Linked DNA regions of Macaca mulatta: region 1 is linked to region 2. Evidence: chromatin contacts called from public Hi-C data. All regions are on one chromosome and are shown on one strand. The core of a region is the stretch at or near the end of the contact, and the rest is flanking DNA. Distances in the headings are between cores, read along the strand shown. Region 1 has its middle 490 kb from the start of MEX3C. Region 2 overlaps DCC (DCC netrin 1 receptor).

Region 1 (5,049 bases), core at 1,414-3,913, 1.0 Mb after region 2:
TTATCCGTCTACTCAAAAGTGTGTAGCATTCTTTTCTTTCTTTTTTTTTTTCTTTCTTTTTTTTTTTTTTTGTTGTTGTTGTTGTTGTTGTTGTTGTTGTGAGACGGAGTCTCTCTCTGTCGCCCAGGCTGGAGTGCAGTGGCGCGATCTCGGCTCACGGCAAGCTCCGCCTCCCGGGTTCACGCCATTCTCCTGCCTCAGCCTCCCGAGTAGCTGGGACTACAGGCGCCCACAACCGCGCCCGGCTAATTTTTTGTATTTTTTAGTAGAGACGGAGTTTCACGGTGTCAACCAGGATGATCTCCATCTCCCATTTCCTGACCTCATGATCCACCCGCCTCGGCCTCCCAAAGTGTTGGGATTACGGGCGTGAGCCACCGCGCCTGGGGGAACTCAAACTCTTTAACCTGAAGCTGCCTGACATGTGGCTCTCACCTAAGCTTGCAGCAGCCTTGCTGCTCTCTATTTCTCTGTTTCTGCTCTCCTACTCTGTGTTCCCCATTTAGTCTCTTCTTGCAGACTTCTTTATTTTGTATTTGCCGTTTCTCGGTGCAAAAATCTCTTCCTCTCCGTTTATCTTTATACGAATACATCCTACCACTGAACCCCCAGCTGAAATAATTTTTGTCTTGCTCTATACTTTTCTGTACCCGCCGTAGAGTCTTTGTCTTTTTCTCTGATATTATCGTGATATTCACATTTATTGTCTTTTCTCCTACCATAAAGTCTCCAGAGAAGACAATCCTGCCTGATATATGTTAGTTTCCCACAAAACATTCTGCACAATGAAAATACTCCGTAAATATGTGTTGAATGAATGGACACAGAGTGGGGAACATCACACACAGGGGCCTGTGGGGGATGGGGGTCTGGGGGAGGGATAGCATTAGGAGAAATACCTAATGTAAATGACAAGTCGATGGGTGCAGCAAACCAACATGGCACATGTATACCTATGTAACAAACCTGCACATTGTGCACATGTACCCTAGAACTTAAAGTATAATTAAAAAAAAAATGTGTTGAATGAATGAGGTCACTCTCAGTATTTAATAAAAATAAAAATAAATATTGCCTTAAAGATTAATTATTCTGCTGGGCTTCAGGGACACCATCCTTCTATACATTAAGGAATTGTCATCTTACTGCGATTTTGTCTTTTCATGATATAGAATTTTTAAAGGAACCATCTATTACTGAGGGTGCCAATTAATTGAGCTCCAACTATCTGAGGTTTACCAGGTGTACATCGATGCTCTGTTACAGAATCCCTTCCCACTTCCCTGGTCACGCCCTCTCCTACCCTGCCTGATGCCTAATCCTGTCAAAGCCTGACCTAGGTCTATCCTTCCCTGAACACTTCCCCAATCTTCCAAGACACAGGGATAGGTTTTCCTATGAACTCTCAGAGCAAATTTGTTGGCACGATGTACTTAGCAAAAACTACCTTTTGTGTTACTGGAGTGACCAAATTTCTTATCTTCTCTAGTAGACTGGATTTTATCTTGAGGAAAGGGATGATATTGTACATCTGTTATCTTAAACTCTAATAACTGGATCATATCCATTAATATTACTACAAGGCTTCCAAGCTCCTCAGTCAGCTCAGCCCTACAAGTAGCTTCCTCAGAGACAGCCACCATGTAAAACCCAGCCACAGCATCTCAGACACATACCAGTTCTGATATCCTCCTTTAAAGACAAGCCTGCCATCAGTTGTTTTCCTCTGAGCTTTGATCTCTCAGCCTCAGTGTGGATGAGCATTTTTTGAGGCTGCCGATCCAAGCTTTGTCCACCATATAATGGACATGAATACTGAACTGGTGTTGCTGTACTGGGTTCCAGTAAACAAAGGGTATCAGCTGGTCACACCATTCTGACCACGATGAGGACCAGGAAAAAACAAAATGGCAGAATTTATCCCTAAAGCAAGTATGTATATGTGAGTGTGTTTCTGTATGTGTGATAAAAAAAAAAAATGATCCCCCCACACTCCCGCCCAACAGGTTATAATGCCTGTCCCTGTATAGTGTTGCTTGCCAAGGTCCCAGAGGGAAAGAACAAGTTGTAATTGTACAAAATTCACTAGAACCCCAAACATGACAGTACATGAAATCTGCACATGAATTAGAACGTATAAGTCATGTGTGTTCTCCGGCCGTGGTAGCAGGGCGAATTTTTCCATCAATGAAAATAAAAATAAAGCTAAACTATGAGCGCCACCTGGTGGAGAAATTTCTCAGTGCGCTACCCTCCTCCACCGAGAGGCCAGGTGGAAATGCCAAGGGCGGGGTGCGCCCCTGGATGTGATCATCTGCTGTTGCTCATACCCCATCTCACCCAGGACATTAGGCCACTTCCTTGGCGTACAGGGAATTGGGGGTAGTTGCCTGAGTCCTCGCCCTCTGATATGAGCAGCAGCTGACACAAGACAGCGACACAGGGACAGCTGGTGTGATGCTGCTGGCTGGTACAACAAAAACAAAAGCCCCGATGCAAATTCATGAGTGTATGTATCACTCACACATTCATCCACAGGACCCCGACGCACATTCATGAGTGTGTGTGTCACTCACACACTCATCCACAGGACCCCGACGCACATTCATGCGTGTGTCACTCACACACTCATCCACAGGACCCCGACACACATTCATGAGTGTGTGTATCACCCACACACTCATCCATAGGACCCCGACGCACATTCATGAGTGTGTGTGTCACTCACACATACATAGGACCCCGAGGGACCCTTCTCCCTTTCCCATGTCCTGCCAAGGGAGAGGCTCTGTACTCTCCCTTTCTTAACTTTATTGTCTTTTCAGGACTTCCCTTTGCCCTTGAAGGACATTGTGACCTATGTAAATTCTGGGGTGGGACTGGCTGTAAATCCTATGGCAGGGAGTAGCCAGTAAGATCTGTCCTGTTACTGGCAACAGTCTAAGGATCTCCCTGGCGAGTTGTGTCACTCACCCGTTTTGCTTTCTATCCCAGCCAGTGACACGGACTTAAATTTGTCATGCAAGTTTGAATTGCTATTCAAGACTGCAAGAGAGGCTGGAACTGGACTCCTGGGTTCAATCTTCAAAGCGTTTCTGTCTAGCAGCTGCCATTTTGGACAAGCTCCTCGGTGAGGGAATCAATGAGACAGCATTTATCTTCCTGACAGAACGGCCCCCTAAGAGGCTGTTTGTTTTTGTGCTGGCACTGAGGAAGATACAGCTTAGATCCAGGCCCTGCCTCAGTGACTTCGCAAAGGGACAGGTTCTCCTCACCACAGTGACCACACTGAAGCCACTGACAGGGCAGGAGCCTTGGGGTTGCAGGTCCGGCAGCGGGACAGAGGTTCTCAGCAGAGGCCACACTTGAGAGAGCTGCATGCTGTTCAGGCGGGAGCCTTGTCTTTGTGAGCTGGAGCTGTTGGCTGCCTGCCATTTGTACAGCCTGAAGGAGTGTGTGTCTGTGGGAAGTGCATCCGCAGAGTCAGGCAGACCTGGATTGCATCTTGGAGCAGATGCTACCATCCCTGTAACCTTTCTTAACTCACTTCACCTCCCTGGGTCTCCTAGTTACCATCTATACAATGGGGATAATATGGCTTTCCTCATGGGGTTATTATAAGATCTAATGAATACAACAGTGCCTCACACAAGCAGGACTCAGTATTCATTCCCTACAGTTTTATCTTTGGAAAATAAGAAAACAACTATTTATGTTTGTGTATGTATGTGTTTATGATTTTTTTGCATATAGTTAATAACAATGAAAATGTACTTCTTTGGACACCAGAACTTTTTAAAACTAAAGCACATTGCTTCATTTTAGATTATCTAAAGAAATTAGCACTTAGAGGCCATGTTTTCACAATTTTTTCTTTTAGAACTTTAAAGATACAATATGATCCCTGTGCAACTGGGGTATTTTACATACTAGGAAATCTTTTTGCAACCAATCTTATTTGTTTTTCAGATAATACTCCGTAAGTAAATAAGTTTTTGCCCTTGGTAATTTTTTATTTCCTGCAAGGCGGAATTCTTTTTTCTTAGTAACAGAAACATTTATTAAACACTTAGATGTGGTAGACAGTGTTCTGCTTTTTTGTGTTTTCTAAATTTATTTTAGAAACAAAATTTACTGCTCTTGGTATACAGTTTTATGAATGTTGAAAAATGCATAGTGTCACAGACCCAGCATCACCATTGATAGAGAATATTTCTATCACCTTCCACAAAAAAAAAAATTCAGTCTTGCTGTTCCTTTGTAGTCAACTCCTCCCTCACTGTCAGCCTCTGGCAACCACTGGTGCATTCCCCACTGCTCCAGTTTGCCTTTTCCATCGTGTCATTTCAGTGGAATCATACTCTTTGTATTTTGGGGCTGCCTCTTCTTTCACTTAACATAATGCATTTGAGATTCACCCATGCGGTTGAATGTATCAGTGGTTCACCCCTCTTCATTGTAGATGTCAGAACCATAGTAAGAACCATGTTCCTCCATTCCCCTGTGCCTTTTTCCTAGCTTGGTGCAGAGGCAAAAGCAAACTAACAGAATCCTTAAGAGGCTTATGTACAGGTGGACCATACTGAGGCTCTTTAGGAGATCAAAACAAATGAAACAGTCCTTGGCCTCAGGAAAGTGATCATCCCACTGGCTGGCAGGTATACAGCCAGCTGTATCACATCGGGAAGAGAAACCAGGCGGCCTCCTACCAGTGAGGAGATGAGCACAAGGGTCAAAATAGAACACTGGCGTTTGGAGACAAAGGAAGATCACTAGATGTCAAGGGAGTCTTCATGGAGAAAGAGTTGAGGTGAGCTTGAAAGTAGAGGAAGCTTTGGGCAGGTGGGCAGGACTCCAGGGAGAACAGTGTGTGCCGAGATTGGAGAACAGGGCAGGGAATTCCCGCTTGAGGCAGATAGGATCCGGATGCAAGGAAAGAAAGGCAGTCAGTGTGGCTGGAGCACCAGGAGTGAGGGGAGATTGGCAGGAAATAAGGAGGAACCCAGAGACCAGATGAAAGGGCCATGAGGCCCCTGCATGGACTTTAGA
Region 2 (5,011 bases), core at 738-3,237:
TTGAATATCAATTCATTAATTTGTAATTACATCATGGATAAATCTAGTATCTGACTGTTGTCTGAACGTTGTACTGAGTTCCATCTGTTTCTGCTTTACTTTCTTATCCTAGTGGTAGAGAAAGGTAGAAAAATCTGGTCTGGGCAAAAGGTAAAACGCTGGAAAATTTATCAAAAGTGGATGGTTGCCACAGGCTAAAACATCATTTTAGATAACTTTCTTTTAGTTTTTAAATTATTATCAAGGTAATTTTTCAATTTACCAGCAGTCACTCACCTACTGTTGAAGGGCAGGTAATGAATTATATTGAATGACAAATTCTGATTTAACTTCTATTGGGATCAAAGGAATCTGGTAAAAACATTTTGTAGGAAAGTCATTTCCAAGACTATAAACTTCACATGAAAATTTAAATATCAACAGAAATAAAATCTGATGCAGTTATTAGTCTTCCTAGAATGAATGATCCAGATGACTATTTTTTTTTTAACATTTTCCATTCCCAACTACTACACAGAAAAAGCTGTAACAATTGCACACACACAAAATCTCTGCTACAGTTTTTTGTCTTGGAATGAAGTGTGCTTACTAGGAGATGTATAGAATAAAGTGACAAGAGATGACCTTTTAATTGCATCACATTTCTCAGATTCATTAGAAATAACATATTGGAATAGTGTAGAACTAGAAGAAGAATAAATGATTGCTGTCAAGTTTTGGGTCACTGACCCAAATTGAAAATATTTTGCCTCTAAGTGTGATCATTTATGTATCTGAATCAAAGAAGGTAAATGGGGTCCATAATGTACCCAGGGTTATTTAGATTACAAGTTTTATGTAAAGATAGAAGACCTTTATATAAAAATTTGACTGTTTGATAATTTATTTAAAAAAATAAACCAATGACTTTTATGATTTGGATGTTTTGAGAATTAATCAGAACTCAAATCAAAATGCTAGGAATGAAACTTGTCATGTTTTCTACCTACCAGAGAGGACTTGCAGTTGGCTGAACATGTAATAACTGGTGTCTCAACTGGATTAACACTCCCCACCTCACCCATAAATATGTTTTGTGACATTAAAAATTACTCAGCTTTCCCTTCGTGATAGATAATCCAAAATCAAACTAATCGCATCATAAACATAGGAAGTCAATGGTGAGCGAGTGTGCACTCCTCCTTATAAAACAACTAACTGGGAGGAATACCTAGATTTGGCTCTTAATTAGGTAAGAGCAAAACCAGAAAATCCTCCAGTCAAAGAGAATCAAAAGTGTAGAATTATGGGATGATAACACTGGAAGTGTGGTGATTAACGAGGTTCATCTGTATCACCTTTACCATGAAAGTTGAGATCTAGAGAGGTTAAGTAATATGTAAAGGATTATAGTCAACATAATCTAATTTATCAAACATAATATTTGTGAGCCTGGTAAAATGCTAGCACTAAGGAAAAAGAGGGAGAAAACACTGTCCCCACCTATGAGGTTTTCACAGTCCCATGCAGAAATAGTTGTATAGACATATAATTATAGTGCAGTCTCTCCAGACAACATGGGATTAGGATGTGTATCTCTTGACTTCTCAGTGCCATGTACACCAACCCAGCTGTCTTTAACACCCTGAAACTTGGCCCTAAGTGAGTCAGATCTGTTTGAAGCAGACAGGCAGACTGCAGTGAGAAAAAAAACTTAACATCACTTCAAGCACATTGCAGGGATCAAGAATGGCTGGAGCCCTGCTGGTTAAAATAAAATCTCGACTATTAATATAATACAGTGATCACCTACACTTAGGAAACCTCGACCCTCTCCTAGGGGGCCCCTCAGCAAATTCTTTCTAGTTTAGAATCCCAGGAAATTCTTCCAGCTAATACTGGCAAAATGTAGCCACAGCCATGTGGCGAAGCTCAGCAGCATAATTTCCATCAGCAATCCTCTACCAAAAGCAGCCAGGAGGGAAGGGATGCAGCCAATTGGAGCATTGGTGCAGACTGAGAAACTGCATTTGGCACTTGCTTCACACACACTGTGGGGAACATCACAGAGAAAGTGTGGCTCAATGAATAAAGTGCGGAGCTTAGAGAACAGCTTGGTTTTTGTCTCAACACAGACTCAATCATGCCGCACAATACTGGGTCACTCACTTTAATCTTGTACATTGCAGTGTCTCTGTCACTACATAAAGGAAAACAATAAACTCTAATTTTATCATATTTCACCTTCTCTAAACATGATGGGCACAGAATAAAGAGTTTCTCAATGTAGCCCCAGAAGAGAGTCACAATAGGACAGCATGCTGTCCAAGAGATCTGAAGGGGACATTTCTGACCCATCATGGGTGGGGACATATGTTTTGACTTATTTTTTCTAGCAGTAAGGATAGATTTGTATTTAGAATGCGACTCTCAGACACAGTCTTCCTGGGAAACCCATGGAGTTAATGGTAGTGCTTATAATTGAAAACAAGAATTAAAAAAAAAAAGAAAACAATAGACCATTAAAGTCAAGGCCCTGGACTGCTCTACACTATGATCTCATCCAAAAGATTCCACCAACATGCTCCTTGAGCCTAGCACTGTGGCAAGTCTCACTGTTAGCCATGTTAGAGTGTAGCATGGGATACCACCTCCCACTTCTCTTTTTCTTCACATATCACATAATATGTGATGGGCAACATGTAAATAGAATGCAATATATTCACATATATTTATCAATTGTCTTAATCCATTTGGGTTATAACAAGATACCATAGACTGAGTGGCTTATAAACAACAAAAAATTATTTCCTACAGTTTGGAAGCTGGAAAGTCCAAGTTCAAAGTGGTGGCAGATTGAATGTCTGGTGAGGGCCCATTTTCCAGTTCATAGACAGTCATGTATTCATTGTGATATCACATGGCTGGAGAAGTGAGGGAGGTCTCTGAGGTCTCTGTCATAAGGGCATGAATCCTATTCATGAAGACTGTGCCCACAGTGACCTAATCACATCTCAAAAGTCCCATCTCCTAACACCATCGCTTTGGGGGTTAGGATTTCAACATATGAATTTTGGTGGAATATAAACATTTAGACCATAGCATCAATATACTATATATATATGAAAGAGGGCAGGGCAGGCAGGGGGGGATGTCTGCTGAGCATTTGAAAATTGATTAGTTATCCAAGGGATCTCAGGAATACAGTCTAACTATACTGGCATCCAAAGAACTAAGCACATTATAGTAACCTCTTGAAGAAATTTGTGTTTTGTTTGTTTGTTTTTAATGGATTAACTATTTTAAAAATTTTCCTCCAAGGTAGAATGTAGAAAATTTTATTACACTCTTATTGGAGAAAAATTTTATGGCTTTTATTTGTAATAGAAGTGCCTATGTCCTTTAAAATATCATTACTTATTTAATCTGCATATAAAAAGTAGATTTTATAGGCCATTTTCAACACCACATTAAATAAAAATGGGCATTTTTCTATCTTGAAGGTTTTCAATAATAGGCAAAGTAAAACAATATCAACATCATTCCTTCCATGGCTCAGAGAAGACATTGAATTAAACTGCAGAAGCTATTTGTCCATTTGTCCAAGGTCACAAGAGCCAGCCACAAAAGGACTTAATCTCTTTTTGTTTCAAAGATTACACTTAGGGACTACCATTTTCAATGATGGTAAGAAACTCTACAGCTCGATTATTAATTCATCAAAGCATTAAATAAGAAAGGTTTCACCTTCTCTTAGGACTGCCTGACTCTCAATGTTCACCTATGACTAGTAGGCTTAACAAGCCCCTTGTGTCTCATTTCAACCAAGCAGAACTGTGTTTTTCATCAACAACAACTGTGCTTGAATGAACTTTAATTTACTGTTCCTGGGTCTATATTGTTCCCCTCTCCTCTCTTAAAAAAAAAAAAATATATATATATATATATATATATATATATAGAGAGAGAGAGAGAGAGAGAGAGAGAGAGAGGCAGCATGACTGTTTAAAGGTGAAGGTGATTAACGGGTTAATGTAAAAAGGTGCAGATTCAACCATCCAATTTGGTACATTCACATTTGGAAACACTTCAGTTCCACAATTCAGCATGGGCAAATTTATTTTTGTAATGCATAGAGGATTTAAAGCTGGGTGGTTTATACTTATAGCAGCAGTAGATAAACAATCAAAGCAGTTGAGTGAAGCAGGTGGAAGAGAGAGGTCCTTAATTTTGAAGCAACATGAAGCATTTTCAAGTTATTGCAGGAACTATCATGCCTGGAGTGCAAGCTTGGGGTCTCCTGCAACTCAGTTTCCAAATTTAACCGTACAGGGAAGAGGGGGTATGTTAAGGCCTTAATTGTGTGTCTCCCCACCAAAATCCATATACTGAAGTCCTAACCCCCAGTACCTAGGATATAAGATCTTTAAAGTCGTGATTAAGTTAAAGCAAAGCCTTTAACTTTTTGAGGTGAGCCTTAATCCAATCTGTCCAGTGTCTTTAGAAGAAGAGGAAATTTGGATACACAGATATGAACACACACAAAGGCCATGTGAGGAAGGTAGCCATCCATAAGCCAAAGAGAGGCTTCAGAAGAAACTAAACCTGCTGATACCTTGATGTTGGATGTCAGCCTCCAGAACTACAAGACAATAAATATCTGTTATTTAAGCCACCCAATCTGTGCATTGTTTTGGCAGCTCTAGAAAATGAATACAGGTATAAGGGAATTCTCCCGCCCCCCACCATTCCTGTGCTGCAATTATCTTGTCCAGTGGTAATGGTCTTATAGTGGTTCCAGTCATCACTAAGCTAAGTACTTGTATTAGCCCCCCACCCTTCCACCTGTATTGTTTCATTACTACACTTGCAATTAGATATTTTCTCCATAACCAAACTATATGCTTCTCCAGGCCACATTACCTATCATGGGCTTCATTACCAAGAATTAATATGTGCTTTTCTATTGACAATATGTGAGGAATTTGGTACCTTAATGGTGCAACCTAGTACTACTTTTAAGGTTTCCAAA

What was found. Hi-C and Micro-C count contacts between places; a contact is called where the count stands out from the background.
Region 1: a Hi-C map of fetal cortical plate shows a contact between it and region 2, with 2.1 times the contacts expected there. The contact joins two enhancer-like sites. A contact is called at or near these places in 2 of 14 Hi-C or Micro-C datasets (fetal cortical plate and liver).

The regions. Positions count from the first base shown.
Region 1 is chr18:40,615,253-40,620,301 of T2T-MMU8v2.0, forward strand. No RefSeq gene overlaps it. Among named protein-coding and RNA genes, the nearest start is that of MEX3C, 490 kb to the right of the region's middle. Within about 2 kb of position 2,664, at least 8 of the 40 cell types and tissues checked have an H3K27ac peak or open chromatin away from gene starts, as enhancers often do. A contact at or near this core is called in fetal cortical plate, where this site is marked.
Region 2 is chr18:39,605,719-39,610,729 of T2T-MMU8v2.0, forward strand. All of the region lies in intron 1 of DCC (DCC netrin 1 receptor), which reads right to left. Among named protein-coding and RNA genes, the nearest start is that of DCC, 320 kb to the right of the region's middle. Within about 2 kb of position 1,988, at least 5 of the 40 cell types and tissues checked have an H3K27ac peak or open chromatin away from gene starts, as enhancers often do. A contact at or near this core is called in fetal cortical plate, where this site is marked.